Regions from separate parts of the Mus musculus genome. Here region 2 is linked to region 1. Evidence: chromatin contacts called from public Hi-C data. All regions are on one chromosome and are shown on one strand. The core of a region is the stretch at or near the end of the contact, and the rest is flanking DNA. Distances in the headings are between cores, read along the strand shown.

Region 1 (7,719 bases), core at 3,403-5,902:
CCTCCCCCTGCTCAGCAACCCACCCACTCCCTCTTCCTGACCTGGAAGTCCCCTATAATGGGGCATATTATCTTCACAGGACCAAGTGCTTCTCCTCTCACTGATGACCGACTAGGCCATCCTCTGCTACACATTTAGCTAAAGCCACAAGTTCCACCATGTGTTTTCTTTGATTGATGTTTAGTCCCAGGGTGCTCTGGAGATACGGGTTAGTTCTTATTGCTGTTCCTCCTAGGGAGCTGAAAACCCCTTCAGCTCCTTGGGTACTTTCTCTAGCTCCTTCATTGGGAACCCCGTGCTCCATCCAATGGATGGCTGTGAGCATTCACTTCTGTATTTGTCAGGCACTGGCAGAACTTCTCAGGAGACAGCTATATCAGGCTCCTGTCAGCAAGCTCTTGTTGGCATCCACAATAGTGTCTGGGTTTGGTGGTTGTTTATGGGATAGATCCCCAGGTGGGGGCAGTCTCTCGATGGTCATTCCTTCAGTCTCTGCTTCACACTTTGTCTCTGTAACTCCTTCCATGAGTATTTTGTTCCCCATTCTAAGAAGGACCAAAGTAGCTACACTTTGGTCTTCCTTCTTCTTGAGTTTCATGTGTTTTGTGAATTGTATCTTGGGTATTCTGAGCTTCTGGGCTAATATCCACTGACCAGTGAGTGCATATCATGTGTGTTCTTTTGTGATTGGGTTACCTCACTCAGGATGATATCCTCCAGACCCATCCATTTGTCTAAGAATTTTATAAATTCATTGTTTTTAATGGAAAGATCTCTCATGCTCATGGATTGGCAGGATTAATATTCTAAAAATGCCTATTTTGCTGAAAGCAATCTACAGATTCAATGTAATCTCCATCAAAATTCCAACTCAATTCTTCACAGAGTTAGAAAGGGCAATTTGCAAATTCATCTGGAATAACAAAAAACCTAGGATAGCAAAAACTATTCTCAACAATAAAAGCACCTCTGGTGGGATCACCATCCCCAATCTCAAGCTGTACCACAGAGCAACTGTGATTAAAAACTGCATGGTACTGGTACAATGACAGACAGGTAGATCAATGGAATAGAATTGAAGACCCAGAAATGAACTCACACACCTGTGATCATTTGATCTTTGACAAAGGAGCTAAAACCCTTCAGTGGAAAAAAGACAGCATTTTTAACAAATGGTGCTGGCTCAACTGGCAGTTAGCATGTAGAAGAATGCAAATAAATCCATTCTTATCTCCTTGTACAAAGCTCAAGTCCAAGTGGATCAAGGACCTCCATATAAAACCAGATACACTGAAACTTTTAGAGGAGAAAGTGGGAGAAATGCCTCATACATACTGGCACAGGGGAAAAATTCCTGAAGAGAGCACCAATGGCTTGTACTGTAAGATCAAGAATTAACAAATAGGACCTCATGAGATTACAAAGCTCTGTAAGGCAAAGGACACTGTCAATAAGGCAAAAAGGCAATCAACAGATTGGGGAAATATCTTTATGAATCCTAAATCAGAAGGAGGGCTAATATCTAATATATACAAAGAACTCAAGAAGTTAGACTCCAGAAAACCAAATAATCCTATTAAAAAATGGGGTACTGAACTAAATAAAGAATTCTCAGCTGAGGAATACCGAATGGCTGAGAAGCACCTAAAAAAAAATGTTCAACATCCTTAGCCATCAGGGAAATGCAAATCAAAACAACTCTGAAATTCCACCTCACACCAGACAGAATGGCTAAGATCAAAAACTCAGGTGACAGCAGAGTTTCAAGTGACCAGCAAGCTGGTGAGGATATGGAGGAAGAGGAACACTCCTCCATTGCTGGTAGGATTGCAAGCTGGTACAATCACTCTGGAAATCAGTTTGGTGGTTCCTCAGAAAGTTGGACATAGTACTATCAGAGGATCCAGCAATACCACTCCTAGGCACATGCCCAGAAGATGTTCCACCATGTAATAAAAACACATGCTCCCCTATGTTCATAACAGCCTTATTTATAATAGCCAGAAGCTGGAAAGAACCTAGATGTCCCTCAACAGAGGAATGGATACAGAAAATGGGGTACAATTACACAATGGATTTCTATTGAGTCTTTAAATGACCATGGCTTAACTTTGGCAAAGTTCTGTGGGACCACTGTTTTCTCCTTGGAAGGAAATGCTCTCTCCTTTTTAACAACTTGGTTGAAATTTACACATTTAATTATGTCATGTTTACTATACACCTCTAGTCGCCAAGAGAAAAAGTGGGGGGTTAGAAAACATTTTGGGTTTTTATGCATTATGTGCATTCCCTTTTTGTCAACTGAATCTAAACTAGAGTCAAGTGGAAAAAGGAAAACTTGACTGAGAAACTGCCTCCCTCAGATTGGCCTATAGTCAAGGCTGTGGATGGTATGTGCCCTGCATGAGGAGCACTGAGTTGTATAAGGAAGCAGGCTGAGGTGGGTGGGTGGGGGAGCACCCTCATAGAAGCAAAGGGAAGAGTGAAAGGGATAGGGGGTTTCCAGAGGGGAAACTTGGAAAGGGAATGAATAACATTTGAAATGTAAATAAAGAAAATATACAATAACAGAAAGAGAAAAGGAAAGGAGAGGAGAGGAGGAGAGGGGAAAGGAGGGGAGGGGAGGGGAGGGGAGGGGAGGGGAGGGAAGGGAAGGGAAGGGAAGGGAAGGGAAGGGAAGGGAAGGGAAGGGAAGGGAAGGGAAGGGAAGGGAAGGGAGGAAAAAAGAAAAAGCAGGCTGAGCAAGCCAAAGGGGAAAAATCAATAAGCACAATAAGCAGCATTCCTGTACGGTTCTGCTTCCAGGTTCCTGCTTGAGTTTCTGCCCTGCCTTCCCTCAATTATGGACTCTTATGGGGTTCTATAAGCCAAACAAACCCCTGCCTTCCCAAGTTGCTTTTGGTCATTGTGTTTGTCTCAGCAACAGAGGCCAAACTAGGACACATTGCTGGATATTTATTGTTGCATATCAAGAGTCATTGGTACTTTTTAAAGCTTCAGGTGTAGCTGCTGACAAGTGAGGGTTGCTGTGGTTCATTTGATTGCAAGCTTACTTGTGAGAAGTGTCCATGAAGAGATGTTCAGCGTGCCTTTAGGTGTACCTGTGAGGGGGCCATCAGTCTCCTAACTAAGAGAGAAAGCCACTTTGAATATGATATCCAAGGCCAGGTTGGGATTTGTTCTGCTCTCTCAGTGTTAGGCAGCGTTTGCATCACCATGGCAGAGACGGAGGGAAAACAACCTGAAGAGGTTTACTTGTTTGGGTGCAGGGCTTGAGGGGGTTCGGTCCTTGGGTGCTCAGCCACGTGGGCTTGCGCAGGGCTTGAGGGGGTTCGGTCCTTGGGTGCTCAGCTACGTGGGCTTGCGCAGAACATCCTGGCCATGGGATCAGGTGATGGGGAAGATTATGCGCTCTTGACAGATCAGTAGCAGACAGAGAGGGAACCAAATATACCCATCAAAGACAACTCTAGATACTTATTTTCTTCAGCTCTGCCCACTGCCCAAAGATCCCCCACATCTTCCACACAGAGCACCTGGCTGGGGACCAACTTCAATACAAAGGCCCACAGGGTATGTTTTATACTCAAGCTTTAATACTCTGTCTGATGGTAGCCCTAAGGTAATTGGCTGAGTTTGCCCCTCCCTGCCCACCCTGCCATGGCGCTCAGCCTCATCCCTGTCCAGAAGCAGCAATGCAGACTGACCATGGACTGAAACCTCTGAGCAGATGAGACAAGAGAAACCTCACTTGTAAGTTACTCCATCAGGCATTTTGTCACAGCAATGAAAAGTCTGGCACCGGCATTGCAATAATAGCATTCTATTCCTAAGGCAGTTCATTAAATGATGCAAAGTGGCAGTATCCAGAGGGCCCTGGACAATCCATGGTTGCTGATATGAAAAGCTCTTCAAATAGCATTCTTGTTTACTTTGATTACACACTAATGGTGTTCACCTGATTATGAACATCTTGCAGACAGAGGTGATGCTGCCCTCATCATGCCAGCACCAAGTCCAAGCCCTGGATTTGGAAGCAGCTTCAACACTTTTAATGTACACTGTATTGAAAGGGCATTGGGCTCACAGGTTACCTCCCAGTCCCCAGACATTCATTTCAACCAGCCCAGACTGCAAACACAGCTTTATACTTGAAAATCCATATCTGGGTCTTTAACCATCAGTGCCCAAAGCAGTTGCTTGTATGTGGGATGGCTGTGTTAAAACAGATCATGTGCACACTTCCCTAGCTGAACTAGGAAAGCTGAGTACTGCCTTGGAGGCAGCTCCTGTCTCTCCCAGCTCCTCCCCTTCTTCTCTTAACTCCTCCTCCGTGCACTCACACTGACCTGGTAGATTCCCAGTCTTTTGGAAGGGCTTGTATTAAAAGTTTCATTAGAGAATCACGCCAGGGGTTTTAAACAGCAGCGATCTAGCTGTAAAGGCTTGGAAGCAGTCCCCGAGTGTGCACCAGGAGTGGGCTGATGGCGGCAGTGCCAGCCACTGCAGCGCACTGGGACTCCCGCCCTGAATCTTATTTACATTGGGACTAACAATAGCTCTGCAGCCTGGCTATAAATAATTTCTGGGGAAGAGTTGTCTAATTAAACGTGCAGCAGTAAGGAAAGTGCTTTAACCACAAGGCTGGTGTCCTAATGAACGTAATCACTGTATGGGGACAGCTTAGGAATCACATCCAGACACCTCCCTGTGGAGGTAGGGAGGTAGAGGGGAAATTCGTAGGAAGAATTTCCAATCAATATTTAATTGTGCATTGTGTTAAACTAGTTTAGGGTCCTCTTTCTCCTTCTCTTTCCTCATATCAAGAGGTAAAAGGGATTTGAAAATGTAGCTTTGTAGCATGGCTTGAGCCTCAGATTCCAGTGAGACAATTGTCTCCAAGTTTTCAATGCATGGCAATTACTAGGATACACAAAAAAATATTAATTAGTAAGTGGCTTGTAAATTCTGATGGGTCCTGCCTTTAAAGAAAAAGAAGTGGGGAGTCGAATTGAAGTTTTATTCTGTCTCTGACCATGTCTGCTCCGGACTTGGTGCCCTTTAGGGCCAGGCAGTGTCCTGTGTCCTTTGGTTTCTCCAGGTCAAGCATTGGGAAGATATGACTATTCCCCCTGGATGAAGGCAATCAACTGTCATCAGTGCAGGGACAGCAGGCTTCTGCTGATATCCGAGCTACTATGAGCAGATCAGCAAGGAAGCCCAGTTCAGCCATACCTGATTCTGCTTCAGTGGAAACAACACTGTGAATTAGCTTGAGGGAAAAGTCTGTAGGATACAGGGTGGTAGTCTTTCCTTGTTATTTACAACACAGTTCTAAGGATAAAGAGGGGACCATGTGAGAAAGAATACCGTGTCATCAGGCTAATGTTTTTAAGTAATATAGGAACCATATATACAAACATCTGCAAGGACATAGTTAGAATATGTATATACAGATATTAGGTAGTTTGATGCCTTTGTGTGTGTGTGTGTGTGTGTGTGTGTGTGTGTATGAGTGAGTTTGCGAGCAAATTTGAGCACACACATGCCTTGGATATAGACTAGCTATTGCATATTGCTATGGTAACCTGCATGCTCTTGAAGACTAGTTTAAAGCATGGAAAGAGAGTATACATGTGTAGAGGTACCCCAGGCCAAGCTGCATAGAAACAGCAGGCCAACACTCACTCCATATACCCCCTGACAGTCAGAGATATAGGCATTAAGTGTGGGCACCTGTGATGAATCAAATTCACCACTGGATGTCAACGTTGCTCTAGCTAATTAGAAGACCTGCAGAAATCCTATTCTCTCTTATACTGGGGGTAGGTTTAATCTATGGAATAAATGTACCAGGGAGGAGGAGGTAAAAGCATCAACCTTCTGAAAGAGTCCACAAAGCAGAATCGGGGAACCAAATTTGGCATTTCTTCTTTCAGCCACCACTGTCCATCTAATAATCTTCTAGTTGCTTTTTCTTTATTACTCGGCTCTCCAATTAACACTCCCAGTTCTACTACATAATATAACCATTCATTTTCCTTATTGTCTAGCACTTACCACCCACATGCACATGCCAGAGTCTGAATGACAAGAGGGTAGAATTCTCATTTCTGCCATGTATATGTCTATAACTCAGCCTGATACAAAACAAATGTTTGCTAAGTATTTGATCGGAATAGATAAATGACCAATAGCGGAACTGATAATGTTTAGTTAGTAAATATAAACACAAACAGAGACCTTACGCCAATAGTAATGGGAGTTCTGTCTTCTGGGAAATGTGTGACAGTGTGGCTGGAGAAGAAAGGGCAAATGAGGATACCTAAGCTTGGAAGTGTCAAGTCACAAAGCCTGGGGGTGTCAAGGGTGTGCTGCTACTGTGACTGGGGATGGAAGATTAGCTTCTCTCAACCATAGCTCCCTGGTCAGTACAACAGAATAATTGTAACCTACCACATCTATGGAGGAGGCTTGTGGAGATCACATGTCACAGGCTACTACACAATGTACTTGGCCTGGGATAATACCATCCAGGTCCTTCTTAAGTCTCAAGTATGTTATGAGCACAAAGAACGACACACAACAAGGGGATTATTAACCTTACCCAATGGCATAGAAACTGTAGACCTCTTCCAAGTAATTCACTTTAACCACAGAAGGTCAATTTAACCAGGAATAACAAATGTAGTGGTAGTAGTAGTAGTAGCAGTAGCAGTAATAATAATATTATTAATAATAATAATGATGAAGCAGAGTTCAAAAACCATCTTGGAGAAGATGCAATGGGCCCAGTCATGGTGCTAGGGGGCTGTGAAATGTTTTTCCTTCAAGGGGTGAGCCTCTAGTCTGCTGGGTGTTTCTTCTATTCTATGGACATGTTGGCAGCATCAGGGACTTCCATGGCAGCCGTGCTAGCATCATTCTGAATCCATATGCTTAATTTTTAATAAATAAATGAAATCAAATTAAGCAAAAAAGAAAAATAGGTCTACAGTGTGGAGGCATTTCAAATTATTTACTGTGCTGTCACTTTAGGCTCATTGATGCTTGTTAATTTTTTTGAATTTGATGATAAGCACCATTTATAAGCTAAATAAGACATTATTAGCAGTATCCTGGCAGAAATGTACAAGGACACCGCTAAGCTAAGGTGAAAAATGCATTATTGAATGAAATTTAATTAGTAGATTTTGTTCTATTAGTGGTTTGAATATTGCATTTAGGAAAATAAATATAAATATGATCCAGGCAATCTTTCCAGTGAGAAAATGTCACTGGTAATATAACATCACTCCTACTCTTTCAGGCAGATGTGGGATGAAAATTGATGTCTTGGTCTCTTGCCAGTCAAAAGATTTTCTGGTTTGTGGTTCTGATAATAGCTAAGTAGAGGGGAGATGCCTTGTGTGCAGCTCCCGTGGGTAGGAAGAAGGGTACCTGGTGAGAATTAGTGTTAGCCTTTTTCTCACAGTAGTCCATTGAGCAGTGCATCTCAGAGAACTGGATGGTGGTTATAGTTTGCTTCAGTGATGTCTTAGTTAGGGGTCTCTATGGCTGTGAAGAGACATCATGACCACAGCAAATCTTATAAAAGAAAACATTTAATTGTGGCTGGCATACAGTTCAGAGGTTTAGGCTGTTATCATCATGGCAGGAAGCATGGTGGCATACGGGCAGGCATGCTGATGGAGAAGGAGCTAGGAGTTGTACATCTGC
Region 2 (7,719 bases), core at 1,316-3,815, 860 kb after region 1:
TTTACATGGAATAAAAGGCTGTCTCCTACCCCTGGAGTCCTAATAGCCTTTGAACCATATATTTCTCAGTAGGAACAAGAGGCACTCTGATAGCTTCGTCAAAGTCTGTTAACACAGTCTGTGATCAGCAGACTAACCAAAGAGGAAGGACCCGAGGACACGGCTACCTAAACACACGGATTGTTCTTACTAAGAGACTTGGATCAAAGTGAACCAGAAGGTTCTGGAAAGGTGAAGGAAGCCAGGGAATAGGCTTGTGAAGATGCTGACCCAAGCAGGTATCCTTATCACTGAGACTGTGTGCTTTGCACTTCTGCAGTCTAGATTCATTTTTCTTGTCCTAACACAGGCACATACAGGAGTTCCAATTTTAAATGGCTGTTGGATGGAGCCAGTGGTGTGGTGTGTATGCCTGAAGAAAAATGATAATATTAGCAACCAAATTCTAACTTCCATTTCCTAACAAGTCTTGCCACAGCCTGGAAGCACAGCAGATAGTGAGCCTAGGATTAATAGCATGTTAATTGATTAATTAACATTTGCTGGCTTTCTGACTAGAGTGGGGAGTGCCATGCCTCATTCTGTATTTATAAGTTCTGTCTGATCATAATCATCTATTTCATCTGAAAATGATAATTACAACCTAAAGGCTAAGGTGTTAGGTCTGTTCTGATACAAGAACTCATGTGGGAACAACCAGGATGGACTAGCTCGAAGGACCTCATGACTGGCCTTTTGTCACCTGATCCAGAATAAAACAGGTATTGTAGATCAATGCGTAAGTAAGGCATTGAAAACTGTCCGTTAAGTTGGTTAGAAAGTTGTCCTAGGGACTCAACAGTAACAACACCTACATAAGCAGAGGCACTCTACTGAACTTCTCCTTCATGTACCGTGGTAAGGCTGCTTACTTCTCATGCAGCTACCTCTAAGCACTTTGTCAGGAATATATGGGCAAATATGGCCTTCATGCCCATGGCAGCTCTCTTTTTAAACTAAACCTTGCGAAAAACATTTTGTGAAAGACATCTCCATCTGATGACCTTCTGGGTTCAATAACATCAGTTGTCCCCAAGGAGAAGTTCCCATAGTGTCCTCAGTGATTTCTCTCCTTACCAGATGTGAATTCCTACATGATTTCCTACCAAGTATCAGTGGTTACTTAACTCTAAGCCCATAATTATGAACACTAGAAGAGCCTTGGTGACCCCTCTCCTGACTGAAGGAAGTGTTCATTTATATAGCCTGGAGACAGGTTACAGTATGCTAAGTACTGATCCTACAGAAGCCACATCTGATTGATACTCTCAGAAGTACGTGTTCAGTTTCTCAAACCTTACTGATAGAGTAGGCAGGGCTAGCAACAGCTGAGTGGTAACATTACATATGCACATTCAAAAGACATTTATTATCTGAAAGACACTGTTTAGAAATTGTGTTTCTACTTAATTTGTGATAAATGATTAGTAAACTTGTTTGTCAATGTAATAAAAAAAAAAAAAAACACTGAGACTCATAGAGCATTCTCAATGAGATGCACATAGCTTGTTATCTAAGAAGAGTAAGAAGCAGCCACTCTCACAGGAGGAAGAGGTGATTGCTTGCCTGAACTCTTCCTCCCCACGTCCTCCCCAGGCAGCCCTCTGCCCTGTACAATCTATCCTAGACAGACTTTCTTCTGCCAAAGCAAACTGATTACCCTAAGGTGGAGGATGGATGGCCAACTAAAGAGATATCTTTTGTCCAAACGTGCCTGGAAAGATTATAAACCATGACGAGGTCCACTCCTCTACCTGGACAGAGAAGGCTAGATCTAGGTTAGATCTAAGAGGAGAGCTAGCCTCTGGAACATAAGGATTATAAACTCAGACATCGCTCAGCCTTCTGGCATGACATTCTTTCTCCTATTAATAGCAACTTTGTCCCATTCTGCTTATCCAAGAAAATGGAATGAATGAGACTTGGCTGCAAGTATGAGAGAGAATAAAATCCAGGAGAGCAATAAATTGGAGTACAGAGTGGCAGACACCATAATCCGCTGGAATGCCTCTCTGGCTCAAGGAAAAGTACCTCTTTGGGGAACCAGCAAAGGAAATCAATGCCCATAAAAGCATCCAGAGCACAGGCAACAGCAGAAAAAATAGACACTGTTGACCAGGACATGCGGCAGATTGCAGGTTGTAAAACAAAATAGAAAGTCATTAAAAAGGCGGGCAAAGGGCATGCTTGCACGATGCAGATGTCACTGGGGACCTGCGTTAGGGGGGCTCGGGACTTCTCATTAGCTGGGAGGTCAGTATTGTCTGTATGACTCTGGGGTCCCACATGGTTGATCCCTGCTCAGCGGCATGGAGGTGAGAAGTGGTTACACGGGCAATAGGTCCACTTGGTAGCACGTTCTAACCAGCTTATCGGGTTATTAACACATCACAAGCATATTGAGCTGTATTCATTTAGGGTTCGGGTTGCTTTAACCAAAGACTGTTCTGGGAAGCCTGCCAGGATATGTATTTCTGGAAGGAGTTCCCTTTCTACCTCATACAGCACCTTTTGATCCACCAGAGGGCAGAGTCAACCCATGAGACCCAGGCTTAGGAGCTTTGTGGGGTTGTGTGCAGTCGGGAGGATATCTGCAGGAGGGGACCATAAAAGCAAAGCCATCAACAAATTCTCCTTATACAGGAAGTAGGGAAACACTTCCCACAACTTCCGGAACAAGACAACTAGCCAACAATAGGACCTGAAAAGGAGCAGGGTTAAAATGTCACTGGTATGTTGTGCCTCAGTTTCCCAACATGTCAAAGAAAAGGTGCTTGAATCTTCTTGGTGTATTTATAAATCAGACTGCCTTTTACAGATCATCAAGAGCATCTCTCATAACACAAGAGGAACGGCTGGAGGAGCCAGGCTTTAAGCTCATAGCCAACAAAGTAGAAGGCCTGCTTGGAAGGCCTTTCCCAGGCTTCCCACTTCTGTCTCCCACTGGCCCTCTGCAGGCCTCTACCCCAGGCGTCCCCATTCTAGCCCTTCCTTGCTTTTCATTGTCTTGGCCACCTGCTCCAGTTCCCCTTGTCTTGGGAGAAATAAAAGTAAGCCCCAAAATAACTCCTGGGGGAGAATGACAGCAGCTGCCTGCTGCCATCCCAGAAGATAACTCCAGAGTTCTGGCAAGGTGCCAGCAGTGGTGTGAGCTTTGATTTCCAGAGCTATTGCCTATGTTCCACAATAGCTCAGCCTTCGTTTATCAGAGAGAAGAGGATGATGGAGGAGCAACAAAAAAAAAAAAAAATACCTTCCCAAACCATAATAATAACAGGCACCAGCATCTGTCATCACCCCCAGCAGGATTCCATGGTATGTACCACATGCCAATCACATGGCTTCATCAAGAACTGACTCCACAGCTGGACTGGAAAAAAAAAATCACATTACCCTCCCTGATACTGTCCAATGTTCTTAAACCAACCCTGTGGGAAAGCAAACCCATCAGGCTCTTTTGGACTAGAAAAGAATGGATACAGAATCATCTGTTGGTTAGTTTTGTTTTATTTTTCCATCACAAGCGTTCTCTGACATAACCAAGTAGCCAGACACCAGCTCATTCTCGGTCTCTGTTCCCCTACATTACACAAGAGTGTGTGCTTGGACTCAAGGAACTCACAGACAAACGATGATGCCTTCTACCAACAGCTGGTACACTCCAGCCCTGTCAGAACCGAAGACAATCTTCCTCTTCTCCTGTTCCTTCTACTCTTCCTCCTCCCCTATCTCTTACACACACACACACACACACACACACACACACACACACACACACACACACACTCACTATACTCTTTCCTATCCCTATACACCTCAATAGTAAATTATGTGGGCATAATTTAGTCCAGGTTTCTTGGGCATCATAGAACACATGCACAAATCTATTCACTAAAATCATCTCACAGAATGTTGTAGGGGTATATATGCTTAATGTGCATCAACCAGCACGCCAGTGAAATAAAAGATGAAGAGGACAGATAAGATGTCATAGGAAGATGGTGCTTTCTGGTTTGCAATGTACATCAGCCACAGTTATGGACCTTTTTTAAGTGCCTGTGCTTTACTAATCTCTTTCCACTAATATTTAAAAGAAGTTTCACAGCTTTTACTGATGAATAGAATGGAGTGACGTCATCTGAGTGGCTGGGAAGATTTAGGAAGAATTGGGGTAATATAGAGCTGTAACAACAAACCGGGACACATCATAAGATGTTCTCACAGAGAGCCTTTGAAATACCCCTAGGAACATAGCATGGAGGTATGGATGATGTCCCAGACAGCAGCCCTGAGCCTAGATCTAGGAGATAGAGAGAATCACTCTCCACTGGGGAAAGGCTAAAAAGCCACAAATGTTCTCACAGGACCACTGGTGGGTTACACCTGCCAGAGCTGTGAGCCCACTGGAAGGAGCAGCCACTGAGAAGCCCAGATTGAAACTTAAGGCCAGAGGGTCATTAACTGAAAGAAATGAGGAAGGCAAAATAACAGTATGTCACTGTCATCAGCATGAACCAGGCACCACGCTAACCCCTTCACACAAGATGTTTTACTTGCTGTGTGGCAGTTATCAAAAATATCTCTATGTTGTATGTGAACAAACAGAAGCCTAATAAATTGCCTAAGGTCACATAGTCACTAAATTTCAGAGTTGGGCTTCTACTTTAGCAATGTCTTTCTGAAGATCCATCCTCCATAGCAGGGTGTTCTGTACGTCTGTACCTGCTGATCTGTCGGTCTTGGGAGCTGGGCCAGTGGGGAACCAGAAAAAGAAATGCACTTAAAGGAGGTTTTTCTTTTTTTCTTTTCTTTCCTTTCCTTTCCTTTCCTTTCCTTTCCTTTCCTTTCCTTTCCTTTCCTTTCCTTTCATATTTTATTCCATTTTATTTCATTTTAATTGAGGACTTTAACTCATCGTCATGAGCTGAGATGTGACTGCATTAGAGGTTCTCAGTTGTGTCTCATAGGTTGTTCTTGATTGTTCACCCAATTTGTCAATTCCTTCATGTCAGGATGGTTTTTGCTGTGACTCAGATGAAGTTCATGGCAGCTGGGTTCAGGGCACATCCTCAACCCACTTGTTGATTGGCTTATCTCATGTACATGGGACATGTCTGGTTGGAGGGATTAGAGGCCAAAGAGCCTCCTACTTCTTCCCAAGAAAGAATGGCTACAAGTCACATGCACATCAGGTCCTCTGCTTATCCTGCCCTCTAACAGTCCCAGCCACCTTTCTCTCTGACTCCATAAAACTGAACCCACAGACATACTATTATAGGCACAGTTAGGTATTATTAGGTCTTCTAATAAGGCTCCTAGGACATGTCTAGGACTTTATTATGATAGCAGAATTGTCTCTAAGAACAAATCTATGTCAGAAACACATGACATGAACCACAACACCCAATATAGGTACCCTTGTATGTACCTCCTCCTGCCGGACCACCCTCTGTGTGCTTCTTGTCCCTCTCTGTCCTTGCTATGTATGAACAGTACATTTTATATGAAGCTGTAAAATTTGATGACAGCTTTCCTCTCCTGTCATGTGGCCCTCAGTGCTGATCCTTCTGTGATATACAGCACTGACCCTCTGGCAGTCAAGCAACCTCATTACAAATGAGAAAAAAAGAGAGGCAGAGGACACAAAGGGTGGGTTGGGGAATCGAGGAAGAGTGGTGCCATCAGGAGGGTTTACATAGATAGGACAAGAAAGGAAAGCAGAAGGAAAACACAACTCTCAAGGGTGGGGCACAACATTCAGTATCTTTACAGAAAGACCAGCTAAAGGGTACATGAAACTGCCTTGGGAGAGACATGTCACAGAGTTAAGGCTTCTCAGGAAAAGCTTGTGTGGTCAGGTCCATATCCCTGAGAGTTTCTAAGTTCCCTCTTTCTTGTCTGAGGCTGAGGGACTAATATTTCCAGTCAGATACTTGAAACCATGAGGGGCAAATCCAGTCCCTTAGGGGACAGGATCCAGCACATCTATAGGGCAGGGGCTCCCTGCTTAGACAAGCCAGCATGCTTCAAGGTTTTCCTAACAAACTCATAAAGTCTGATGTGGCAACACGGGCAAACTTGGCTCCCAAGAAAATCTGTTGATTTCATGTTAACTGCCCCAGAGGGGGCTGATTTGCTAACTTCAGAGTTACCTAAACAAGGAGGGCGTGTTGGAAGAGAACCTACAGACATTTCCTACACTATTGTTAGAAAATCCCCTTTACAAGCCTCCCCCTTTACAAGCATCCCCACACTGGGCTGTGCCCTATCTTGCCTTCCTCTATTGCTTATCACATTTTTATTCCTGTCTCCAGCAGGGATTAACTTGGATACTAGTGTGCTGGGTTCATGAGTTCAGCATCTTGACAGGGTCCTGAGTTCCCAAGGCTCACGTCTCCCAGAGACAAGCATTCTGCATCTGTTCTGAGTGTGGGTCTGTGCCAAGTGCTCAGCTCTGAGCATGATGCTTCTCCAAACACACGGCTCAGCACCAACAGCATTTTACCTACATTTCAAATTAATAGGCAGTTTAGGTGTTCCCCTTTCAGCTTCCTGTATAGAGGCAGAGGCTGCAGTGAATGCCAGTCCATGGTGTCTAGGTTATTAGATATGCCTGCAGAATGCAAGTAATTTGTGCTTCTGCTTTGTGCAATTGGCACTAATGGCACATGCATAAAACGGAGCCATCTTCCAAAACACACGTCAAAGGAATGTATTTACCAGGCACAAAGGCTAGGAGCAGAAGAATTGAACTCTAATGATAACATGTTTGCAGAAAAGCGATGCACTTAAGTTATTATGTATGAAAACTATTGGCAAAATTGTCAGTCTACGCTCATTAGAGAGAAAGAGGCAGGAGATGAACACAGAAGGGGTGGTCTGCTGGTTGGAATTGAGGGACAGAGTGCTGTGTGAGAACACAGATTACCAGAGGGAATGGAAAATAAAATGAGAATTAAGGCTTGTGAGGCAGAATTTAAGAGAGAAATAGGAGATTTTATAGGTCAAAGAGAGGTTGGCAAGAATAGAGCTGAGAACAGGATCCTGTAATGGATCGGCTTCTCACTTATATTTTCTGTACTCCATAGTCCTCTTACTTAAATAAATGGAGTCTGGGCATTTTCCACTAAGTTCTTCCTTCCTGCATTTCATCATGCCTCTGTCGACCCCAGGCGTCTTGTACATGACTCATTTTTTTTTTCCTTTTAGAATTCCGTGTTAGCCGCCAGTATCTACTGTTGCTACAACTTTATGCATTCAAATTTCTATTTTACTTTTTATGCTTGAACTTTGATGTGGGTTTGCATTTAATCTGAGCAGAAAATTAACACTATGACCCTGATTTTATATTCAAAGCAAATGAGGTCCTGGGAAGAAGGGCTTATGGAGGTCATTGCACAAGACAAGCTTAGTGATGAAGATGAATGTGCGCCCTCAGGCTTCCTCAGGGAGACCTTCCCTCCCTATCTCTACAATGGGAATAAAACCCCAACCTGTCTTACTTTCCTCCTGTGATTTTTTTCTCATGTAACTCAGAACACACGTCAAGGTGACCATCAGACAAATATGAAAGCAGCCAGAGACATCCAAATGATGCCAGATCATGAGAAAGCAATAGGGATTGTGGGTATCCACAGATATGCACACCCTGCACCTCCATCCAGCCTCTGCAGCTGTAAC

Evidence for each region. Hi-C and Micro-C count contacts between places; a contact is called where the count stands out from the background.
Region 2: a Hi-C map of cerebral cortex shows a contact between it and region 1, with 2.5 times the contacts expected there. The contact joins two enhancer-like sites. A contact is called at or near these places in 4 of 484 Hi-C or Micro-C datasets (cerebellar granule neurons, cerebellum and cerebral cortex).

The regions. Positions count from the first base shown.
Region 1 is chr9:28,332,334-28,340,052 of GRCm38.p6, forward strand. The region is part of intron 1 of Opcml (opioid binding protein/cell adhesion molecule-like); the gene reads left to right. Among named protein-coding and RNA genes, the nearest start is that of Gm39313, 60 kb to the right of the region's middle. Within about 2 kb of position 4,653, at least 36 of the 459 cell types and tissues checked have an H3K27ac peak or open chromatin away from gene starts, as enhancers often do. A contact at or near this core is called in cerebral cortex, where this site is marked.
Region 2 is chr9:29,199,301-29,207,019 of GRCm38.p6, forward strand. The region is part of intron 1 of Ntm (neurotrimin); the gene reads right to left. Among named protein-coding and RNA genes, the nearest start is that of Gm15520, 170 kb to the left of the region's middle. Within about 2 kb of position 2,566, at least 12 of the 459 cell types and tissues checked have an H3K27ac peak or open chromatin away from gene starts, as enhancers often do. A contact at or near this core is called in cerebral cortex, where this site is marked.